Regions from separate parts of the Mus musculus genome. Here region 1 is linked to region 2. The links are chromatin contacts, called in public Hi-C maps. All regions are on one chromosome and are shown on one strand. The core of a region is the stretch at or near the end of the contact, and the rest is flanking DNA. Distances in the headings are between cores, read along the strand shown. Region 1 holds the start of Cul5 (cullin 5). Region 2 holds the start of Alg9 (asparagine-linked glycosylation 9 (alpha 1,2 mannosyltransferase)).

Region 1 (4,730 bases), core at 753-3,252, 2.9 Mb before region 2:
TTCACAATGTTTAATTAATACTTAAGGTTTCTGCCATGAGTGATAAATTCCAGCATTCAGTAATTAATCTATTAAAATGTATGGAATCAGCTGAGGTGGTGGCAAACTCTAATCCCAGCACTCAGGAGACAGAGGCAGGCAGATCTCCGAGTTCAAGGCCATCCTGTTTAAAGAGCGAGTTCCAGGAGAGTCAGAGCTACACAGAGAAATCTTTCTGTTGTGAAAAACAACAGAACAAAACCAAAAATGAATAGAATCATGTCTTGTTTGTTTGTTTGTTTTGTGTTTTTTGAGGCAGGGTTTCTCTGTGTAGCCCTGGCTGGCCTTGAACTCAGAAATCCACCTGCCTCTGCCTCCCAAGTGCTGGGATTAAAGGCGAGCGGCACCACACCCGGTTTTGTCATTTTTATTTTTTTAATGGACTATGATACCCTTTTTATTTTATTTTATTTTTAATGTATGTGAGTATACTGGGCCATCTCTCTAGCCTTTACATTTAATTTTTGCCATAGCACTATGCTATAGATGTTTTAATACTAATTTCACAAACAAGATAACTAAGGCCCATTGTGAAGTAGCAGATTTTTTTTTTAAGATTTATTTATTTTATGCATATGGGTACGCTGTAGCCGTCTTCAGACACACCAGAAGAGGGCATTGGATCCCATTACAGATGGTTGTGAGCCACCATGTGGTTGCTGGGAATTGAACTGAGGACCTATGGAAGAGCAGTCAGTGCTCTTAACCACTGAGCTATCTCTTCAGTCCTAAAGTAGCAAATCTTAACTCACTTTAAGTGCTATATTGTTTAGATAGGGGTCTCACTTTATAGCTCTAATTGGCCTGGAACTTAAGAGTGTGCTAGGATTAAAGGCATGCTCCACCACACCCAGCACGAAGCAGATATAAAGAACTCTTGGCCTTTTCCGAGGGAGGCGTATACCTATAATCCCACCAGTCACTCTGGAGGCAGAGGCAGGCAGAACTCTAGAGTTCTAGGTCAACTTGGTCTACATACAGAATTCCTGGCCATCCAAGAATACATAGAAAGTCTTCTTTAAACATAGCTACCTGGAATGCTTGGGGCAAAAGGAGTTTTCAGGCATAATATATGAAATAAAATCCTTCAGAGTGGAGCCTGAAAGTCTGCTTTTCTAAGTAGCACCCCAGGTTATATTAATATAAAGAATGCACTAGCAACGTTTGAGAAACTTTTGTTTTCTTGGGTTTTTTGACCTAGCTGTTCTGAAACTTGCTCTGTAGACCAGGCTGTCCCCAATCTTACGGAGATCCTCTTGCCTCTGCTTTGAGTACTGAGACTAAAATTGTTGGACAGTGAGAGATGAGTTTCAAAGAAACAAATTTGATACCAGGTGGTGGTTTCCCACACCTTTAATCCCAACACTTGGGAGGCAGAGGCACCTACCTCCACTCTCCGAGTTCAAGACCAGCCTGGTCTACAGATGGCGTTTCAGTACAGCCAGGGCTACATAGAGAAACTGTCAAAAACCAATCCAACCAACCAACCAAGCAACTAAAACCCCCAAAGGGTAGTATTAGGAACTTGCATAATGCATTAAATAACAGCTAACCTGAGAGATCCCTGTATAAATTACATTCTCTTCCCTTGATCAGAGATTCGTGATCAGAAGCGATGCAATTTGGAGAAAATACTATAGGGTGCTCTAGGATATGTCTTAAGGAACCCAAGATTAACAATCACTTCTTGAACAAGCAGGGTTTTTTTTTTTGTTTATAGGAATAACAGTACGTTTGTGCATCATTTATTAATTGACTGGGCGCCTTCTCTCAGTCAGCATTTCCTGAGGACAGCAGTAAGAAGCCTTCCAGGCTAATCTAATCCTGAGCTCTGAATAGCCATTCCGATCTGGGGCGAGCGCGTGAGGGCTGCGCCGGCTCCAGCCAGCAGAGGGCGCGCTCGCACCCTCCGCGCGGGCCTCGGGACCCAGTGGCTTGCTGTCGCCTGGGTTGCTCCCGAGCACGCCCCCGCCCGCCGCGTCACGTGACGCCGCCACGGACCCTGAGGTGCGGGCCCTAAGCCGAGATAAAGTCGTTGCCGGCGGCCCAAGCGGGTGCAAGCCCAGCGGCAGAAGCGAAGGCGAGCTGGGGAGGCCCGAGGAAGTGGCTACTACCTCTTCCCGGTCTGGTCGGCTCCCGGTCCCTTCCCACCATTCGCCGCTCGCGTCTCCTCAAGCGTTTGCATGCGCTCTCTCGCGTGGGCAGGCCGGGGTGACCATGTAGCTGGAAAGCCCGAGGAAGCACGGCTGCCCGGGACGAGCTCGGCGCTGACGGCACGCCGCTCCGGCGTCCCCCGCATCCCCCGCCGCGGCCTGCGGGGTCCTGCTGGGAACCCCGGCCTCTCGAGGAGGCCTGGCCCCGAGCGCCGCCAAGTCTCGCCCCGTCTCGCGAGAGTCCAAGTTGAGAACATGGCGACGTCTAATCTGTTAAAGGTAAGTCCCCCCGGCTGCAGCCGGGCTTTTGCCCGGCCATCGATGCGCTCGGCTCCCGGGGAAGGACCGGGCTCCGTGGGAGCGGCAAGATGTGTATGAGGAGAGCGGTTCGGGGTTGTCCACCGGAATGAGCCGGGGTGGCTGTTGCCCGAGCACCCCGACGCCGGGCCCTGGCCTCGGGGGTCCAGAGGACCTGGTGGGTTCCTCCCGCCGGCTCACCGACTCGCAGCGATGCTTTCAAGGGACCAACCCCGGCTGGGAGCGAGAGCAGTGTCGCTGGGCCGCACCAACCCATCATTGTGACTCTTGGGGCCCGTCCCTTCTGAATGGAGTGTCAAAGACATAATAGGGGAAAAAAATCCCAGCAAAATGCTGCCTAGCAGGTTTCAATGGCTGGTCCCCCCATGCTCCCCCAACCCCATTCCTTAATTTCTGTTCGCACTCTGCAGGAACTGTGAGTTAGACAGCAGTGCCTGCCTGCCACTTCACCTCTTTCCTCCCTTCTCTGAATGTCACACCTTCCCACCAGTTCTCTCACGCCTGGCCGTCTATTTCCACCTTTTCTCTGTCCCTTGAGGAACTGTCTCCCAATCCTGACCTCCCTTATAGGACATCGATGGCACCCGATCAAGTGCTGCTGTCCATCCTTTTAGGGTGTAGAAAAGTTTTCATTTAAAGAAAGCATTGAAAAGTTGTAAATGCCAGGAGAGTCCCAGGGCGAGCAGGTTATGTAGAATCATCTCTAAAAAAATGAGGATTGAGGAAGACAATTGAGGCGAGTTTGTGTTTTTTAGTAAGAATTCTGACCTGAACTTACTAACTGAAATATGGGACTAGTGATTACCTGAGGGGACATAAACACTATGTTCGCAGGCTGTGTGAATTAATAATAATAATAATAGATAATAATAGATAATGCTCCCTCCCCCCTAAAAAAGGGTCTCATTGGACCCGTCTTGCCAGAACTTGCTGTGTAACCTAGCTGGCCTTGAAGTCACAGAAATCCATTGTCTACACTGAGGCTGAGGGGAATGAAAAGGCCTACCTGACCCAGCTAGGAGTAAAGATAACTAGGATGATTTTTAAAGCTCTGCATTCCAATATGGTAGCACATACCTTTAGTCCCAACGCTCTTTTTTTTTTTTTTTTAAGATTTATTTAAGTATATGAGTACACTGTAGCTGTACAGATGGTTGTGAGCCACCATGTGGTTGCTGGGATTTGATCTCAGGACCTAGGAAGAGCAGTTAGTGCTCTTAACCACTGAGCCATCTCACCAGCCCTAGTCCCAACATTTTTGAAGCTGAGGCAGGCTGATCTCTGAATCCAGGCCAGTCAGGGCTGTCATTAGAGCCTGACTCAAAGCAAGAGAGAAAAAGAAGTACTGTAACTTCATGACAATATACTGGAAAGACCAGTAACCAACTGAGTGAAGTCAGATGCCAGAAATAGGAATTTTCAAAAAGATCTTTGTAGCTTTACCTGATCTTGGTACTCACTGTGTAGACCAGGCTGCTCTTGAACTTAAGAGAGGATTCTGGGTGTTCCCCACAAGGCCTGGCTGATAGTCTGATTTTCTATAGCTAGTACTGTTGTAATATGAAGGACATAATAAACAGACATTTGATTCTGTTATCTCTACATTGTCAAACATTTACCTATTTTAGTTGTTGGAACTTTTGGGGAGAGGGATTCCAAATACTCATATTTTGAAAAGTACTAATCATAAAATGGGGAGACTGAAGTTTGTCTTTGGAATATGTGAGGACCAGCCAGGGTCTGTCTATGATTTAATATATGGGATTATTAAATTCAGGGCTGTTACTACCTTGAGTAGCTATAGAGCTTACTGGGGAGTGGCCAAATTAGCATATTTTTTGTTGGACTAGTATATTGGCTTATTTGAGAAATGCCTTGGACTTATGCAAGTAGATTTTACCAAAGAGAGAATTAGCATGTCCATCGGTCAGACAAGAGTAGTGTGAGTCAGTCCCAGATCTACCAGCTGTACCTGACACATGCTGAATAATGAGCCCGAGCCCCTTCAGGGGGAAAATCTCAGCTTGCTTGTGACTTCCAGAAAGGTGGTTTTTTTGTTTTGTCTCATTTGTTTGGGGTTAGGTTGTTTTGTTTTTATAGTTGACAGAATTCAGAGAAATAACTACTAGTACATTTGAGAAAATAAGATTAGAAACTTTATGAAATTTCTAAGAATCTGATGCAATAAGATCTGCTTTTATATTGGCATTTTATTTTATT
Region 2 (4,621 bases), core at 467-2,966:
TGTGAACTATAATCCTCCTTACAACCATAAACCAACAGTTTTTAAGATATAAAAATGAAAACAATGTATTTTAATATTTTCCACACTTACATTCTACATGTTTAATTTGTCCTAAGTACCAAATCAAGATCAAAGGCCAAAATCCCAGAACTAGGGGCGAGGGATGTAGCCCACTGATAAAGTATTGCTTCAAATGCCCAAAACCATGGGTTAGATCCCTAGGATTGCAAAAACTAAAGCCCAGCTAACGAGATCACCTACTGGTTCCCAGTAGTTGAATGTTTCATCACAGTCCGAGATGTTGCTCAGAAGGGCTGCGCACAACCTCGCTGAGAGCAGACACTTGAAAGCAGTGGATCCTTCAGGGGCCCAGACTTGCCCTGCTTTATTTCCAGACCTGCCCAGAAGGAAAAAGCAAAATCAATCGTCTTATCAGGAAGGTCCTGCTAGGGAAGACTAAAACCCAGACAGGAAAGACAGGAATGGCAAAAGACAGCGCCGCAATAAAACCATTCACCTAAAAGAACTAAGGCTTTGTTATCCTTGAGAGTGAATAAGGAATTGCGTTTCCAATCGCACCGTCCACTTCCTGCTTCTAAGGTACACACTAATTCATACACCTTGGCCTGTTTCACCTCAAGCCAACTAATCACTCGCATGAAGACCACAGTGCTCTCTCTCTCTCTCTCTCTCTCTCTCTCTCTCTCTCTCTCTCTCCATTTCTTCCTTAAAGTCATTCCTTGTCATGGCTTTATCTCTTCCCTCCTCCTTCAAATGAATGAGGCTTAATATAAGACGCACGTGCAGACCGCCTCTGTTCCCATATACTAACAGCCACTTTAACGCAGACCTAACCTACAGGCTACCGGCTGCGAGGCTGAGGGGTTCTAGGGCTGGAAGCCTAGAGGGAGGGAGAAAACAGTAAACCGCAGTGAGACTCAGATGTAAAAGGCATACCAAGGGCTCTCACAGAGGTTCTGCTAACTCTACCAGCACGAAGCCTGCTCGTGTGGACTTGAACCCGAAGCATGGCAGACCCTGGCTGCAAAGATGCAGGGATCTGCTGCGGAGGGGCGATGATCGACGCCAAGTGGGACGCTCCCACGAGGGGCAGGAGTAAGAGCGCCGGGTGGCAGCCGAGATGCCGGCGGAAAGCAGACCCCCGGCGAGGAGCAAAGCCGCACGGCTCGCAGCAAAGAGCAGACCCCAGGCAAAGAGCCCCAGCTCGCAACGGAGAGCCGACCCCCGGGTGAGCGCAGAGGCCCGGTGGGGAGCCGACCCCCGGGTGAGCCAGAGCCCCCGCGGAGACCCCCGGGTGAGCCAGAGCCCCCGCGGAGACCTCCGGGTGAGCCAGAGCCCTGGAGGAGACCCCCGGAGCCGCCCGACCCACCCGCCGGCCACGCCCTCCGACCGCACACGTACTCTGGCCGCGGCTCTGCGCCTGCCTCCCGGCTGCCGAGCTGTTCCAGCTTCTCCGCCGCCGGGCCCGCATCCCCACCGCCGCCGCCACCGCCGCCGCCACCCTTGAGGCGCTGCCGGGCCCTTCGGCTCGCCATGCCCAGCGTCGGGGAAAGGATAGAACTCGGCACGCTACGAAATCGGCGAAGGCGCAGACATTGCTTGGCTGGAAAACGGTGTCCGCCGAGGGACAAAACGCCTCGACATGCGCAATAAAAACTGAAATACTGTGCCAATGGACCAATTGAGGCGAAGGCCGGAACGGCAGATTTCGCTTGCTCTCCTACTTCTGACTCTGGGTATTTCGTCCTTCCTTTATAATTTGCTTCCTCCACTTCTCAGCACTCCATCTTGCCAACGCTACAGTGTAGTAGTGTGTGGAGGTATAGCACAGCTGCCTACCCAAGGAGAGGTCTCTAAAAGGTTGCTTTAACATTTAACACCTTGCCTTGTCTTGTTGAGAGAGATGGAGGCAGCTAATAGTTCCTAAGAGACAAACCAGTGAGGCCAGGATTCAGACTGAGAAGTGAAAACCTGAAGAAATGCTACGCAGATCGTTCAAGCAGGCAGATGTCACTGACGTTGCTACAACACGGCTGGCTGGAGGTGATTTTTTTGTTTGTTTTTGGTTTTTTTTCATACATGCTTTTTAATTCTCTCTGCCTCCTTGCCTTTACTGCTAAGGAAACCAAGGTCCAAAGTTGCTTGGGTAATAAATGGAGGAGCTATATTCCAATTGAGAATCCTTTACAAACACATACTATTCTCACTACATTAACAACAAAAAAAGAAAGAGAGAGAGAGAAAGAGAAAGAAAAGAGAAGGAAAGGAAAGGAAAAAATAGAAAAGAGAAGCTCTTGTTGGAAGCGGGTTTTTTTTTTAAGGGGGGGGGGGGGCGTCCAGACTTGGTTTCAGGGGCCTTTCACAGAGACCCTTTACAAAGACAACTCCAGCAGATTGCTCACCCAATCCTGACAGCAGTGCTGCCTACCAGTAGAAATGCATACAGGATTCTAGAGGGAACATTGAGCTTGACAGAGTTAAACAAAAGGTTATAATGCCACTTCCTACATCGTAAAAATGGAGACTGATCATATACACCAGTTCCCACACACAGTCATTAATTACCAAGCCCACATCCAACCAGTAGAACACACGTGTATCCTTATGTAGCCTTTGATGAAGACTAAGGAAAGAACAGTAAGGATGTGAGCAGAGAAGCGCTTTGGTCAGACAGGCCCAAATGTCAAGCCTAGCTCTGACACTTAGGGTTCTCTGACTTCAATAGCCAATGATGAAAGATAGCAGTATCATGATGTTAATCCCAAATGTGTAACACATGTGATAAAACGCTCATAAATTCCACAAAGTCAGAAAGAGGAACTGAAAGTGTGGTGTATATATTGAAGTACTTGTTTTGTTTGTTTTTTTCTCAGGATCAAAAAGCTGAACTACAATAAAGTCACCAGCCACCAGTCTGAAGGGGTATTTTTGTTTGGTTGGTTTGTTTGTTTGTTTTTTATTAGATATTTTCTACGTTTACATTTCAAATGTTATCCCCTTTCCTGGTTTCCCCTCTGAAAATCCCCCTCCCCCTGCTCACCAACTCACTCACTCCTGCTTCCTGGCCCTGGCATTCCCCTACACTGGGGCATAGAACCTTCACAGGACCAAGGGCCTCTCCTCCCACTGATGACCAACTAGGCCATGCTCTGCTACATATGCAACTAGAGCCATGAGTCCCACGTCCCACCACGTGTTTTCTTTGATTGGTGGTTTAGTCTCAGGGAGCTCTGGGGGTACAAGTTAGTTCATATTGTTGTTCCTCCTATGGGGCTGCAAACCCCTTCAGCTCCTTGGGTCCTTTCTCTAGCTCCTTCATTGGGGAACCTGTGCTCCGTCCAATGGATGGCTGTGAACATCCACTTCTGTATTTGTCAGGCACTGGCAGAGCCTCTCAGGAGACAGCTATATCAGGCTCCTGTCAGCAAGCTCTTGTTGGCATCTGCAATAGTGTCTGGGTTTGGTGATTGTATATGGGATGGATCCCCAGGTGGGGCAGTCCAGCCATACCACTCCTGGGCATATACGCAGAAGATGCTCCAACATGTAGTAAGGACACATGCTCCACTATGTTCATAGCAGCCTTATTTATAATAGCCAGAAGCTGGAAAGAACCCAGATGTCCCTCAACAGAGGAATGGATACAGAAAATGTGTACAGAAAATTTTACACAATGGAGTACTCAGCTATTAAAAACAATGAATTCATGAAATTCTTAGGCAAATGGATGGATCTGAAGGATATTATCTTGAGTGAGGTAACCCAATCACAAAAGAACACACATGATATGCACTCACTGATAAGTGGATAGTAGCCCAAAGTTCAGAATACCCAAGATACAATTCACAAAACACAAGAAACTCAAGAAGAAGGAAGACCAAACTGTGGATACTTCAGTCCTTCTTAGAAGGGGGAACAAAATACCCATGGGAGGAGATACAGAGACAAAGTATAGAGCAGAGACTGAAGGAATGGCCATCCAGAGACTGCCCCACCTGGTTTGGTTTTTTAAGACAAGGTCTCACTATGTAGCCTTGGCAGGTCTCCTAAGCATCGGGATCAAAGGGCACCACCACTACCTCCACGGCCAGCCAGCCTATGCATTAAATGATGTTCACAGGCATCTTTAGGGGCCATCAACACTACTTGGGTCACACACACAAAAAAAAAAACAAAATCAAAAACAAAAACAAAACTTTTTTACACACACACACAAACACAAAACAAAACCACAAGAGTCCAGAAAGGAACAAGTTTCAAGTTGTTCTTTTTCACCCACATACAACAAACACTGCAGAAAGCTGTCACTAACCTATCGAGGTGAAACATGTAGCTGTCTTTGAATCTCTTTTCTGAACTGGGACTGCATTGCTGCTGCCAGCTGTGGGGTGAGAGCCTTATCACAAGTCTGATAGGTCAGTCTATAGCAGAGACTGACCTGCCGAGTCTCTGGATGCTGAAAACGATCACGGTACTGTACAGACACGACAGTGTCCTGAGACACCGCTCGGGCCACAGTGTGAAACTCCAGTTCATCAAATGCTTTCTTTTCATCTACCCAGAAACTAACGTCATGCACATAGCAGGGCGGATACAGAGA

The links. Hi-C and Micro-C count contacts between places; a contact is called where the count stands out from the background.
Region 1: a contact with region 2 is called in a Hi-C map of B cells, with 6 read pairs. The contact joins the promoter of Cul5 here to the promoter of Alg9 in region 2. A contact is called at or near these places in 2 of 39 promoter capture datasets (erythroid cells and liver), 1 of 484 Hi-C or Micro-C datasets (B cells) and 1 of 115 datasets of contacts at active chromatin or transcription factors (astrocytes).

What each region holds. Positions count from the first base shown.
Region 1 is chr9:53,664,779-53,669,508 of GRCm38.p6, reverse strand. Cul5 (cullin 5) reads left to right here and starts at 2,002. Exons shown (of 19, transcript NM_027807.4): 1 at 2,002-2,471. The coding sequence starts at 2,448. It overlaps Gm16124 (predicted gene 16124), which reads right to left and starts at 2,416. Exons shown (of 2, transcript NR_166653.1): 1 at 2,154-2,416.
Region 2 is chr9:50,772,320-50,776,940 of GRCm38.p6, reverse strand. Alg9 (asparagine-linked glycosylation 9 (alpha 1,2 mannosyltransferase)) reads right to left here and starts at 1,716. Exons shown (of 15, transcript NM_133981.2): 1 at 1,423-1,716; 2 at 262-397. The coding sequence starts at 1,556. Gm38476 (a long non-coding RNA gene) reads left to right here and starts at 1,402. Exons shown (of 3, transcript XR_379372.3): 1 at 1,402-2,064; 2 at 2,895-2,943. Fdxacb1 (ferredoxin-fold anticodon binding domain containing 1) reads right to left here. Exons shown (of 5, transcript NM_198675.2): 5 at 4,271-4,621. The coding sequence ends at 4,334.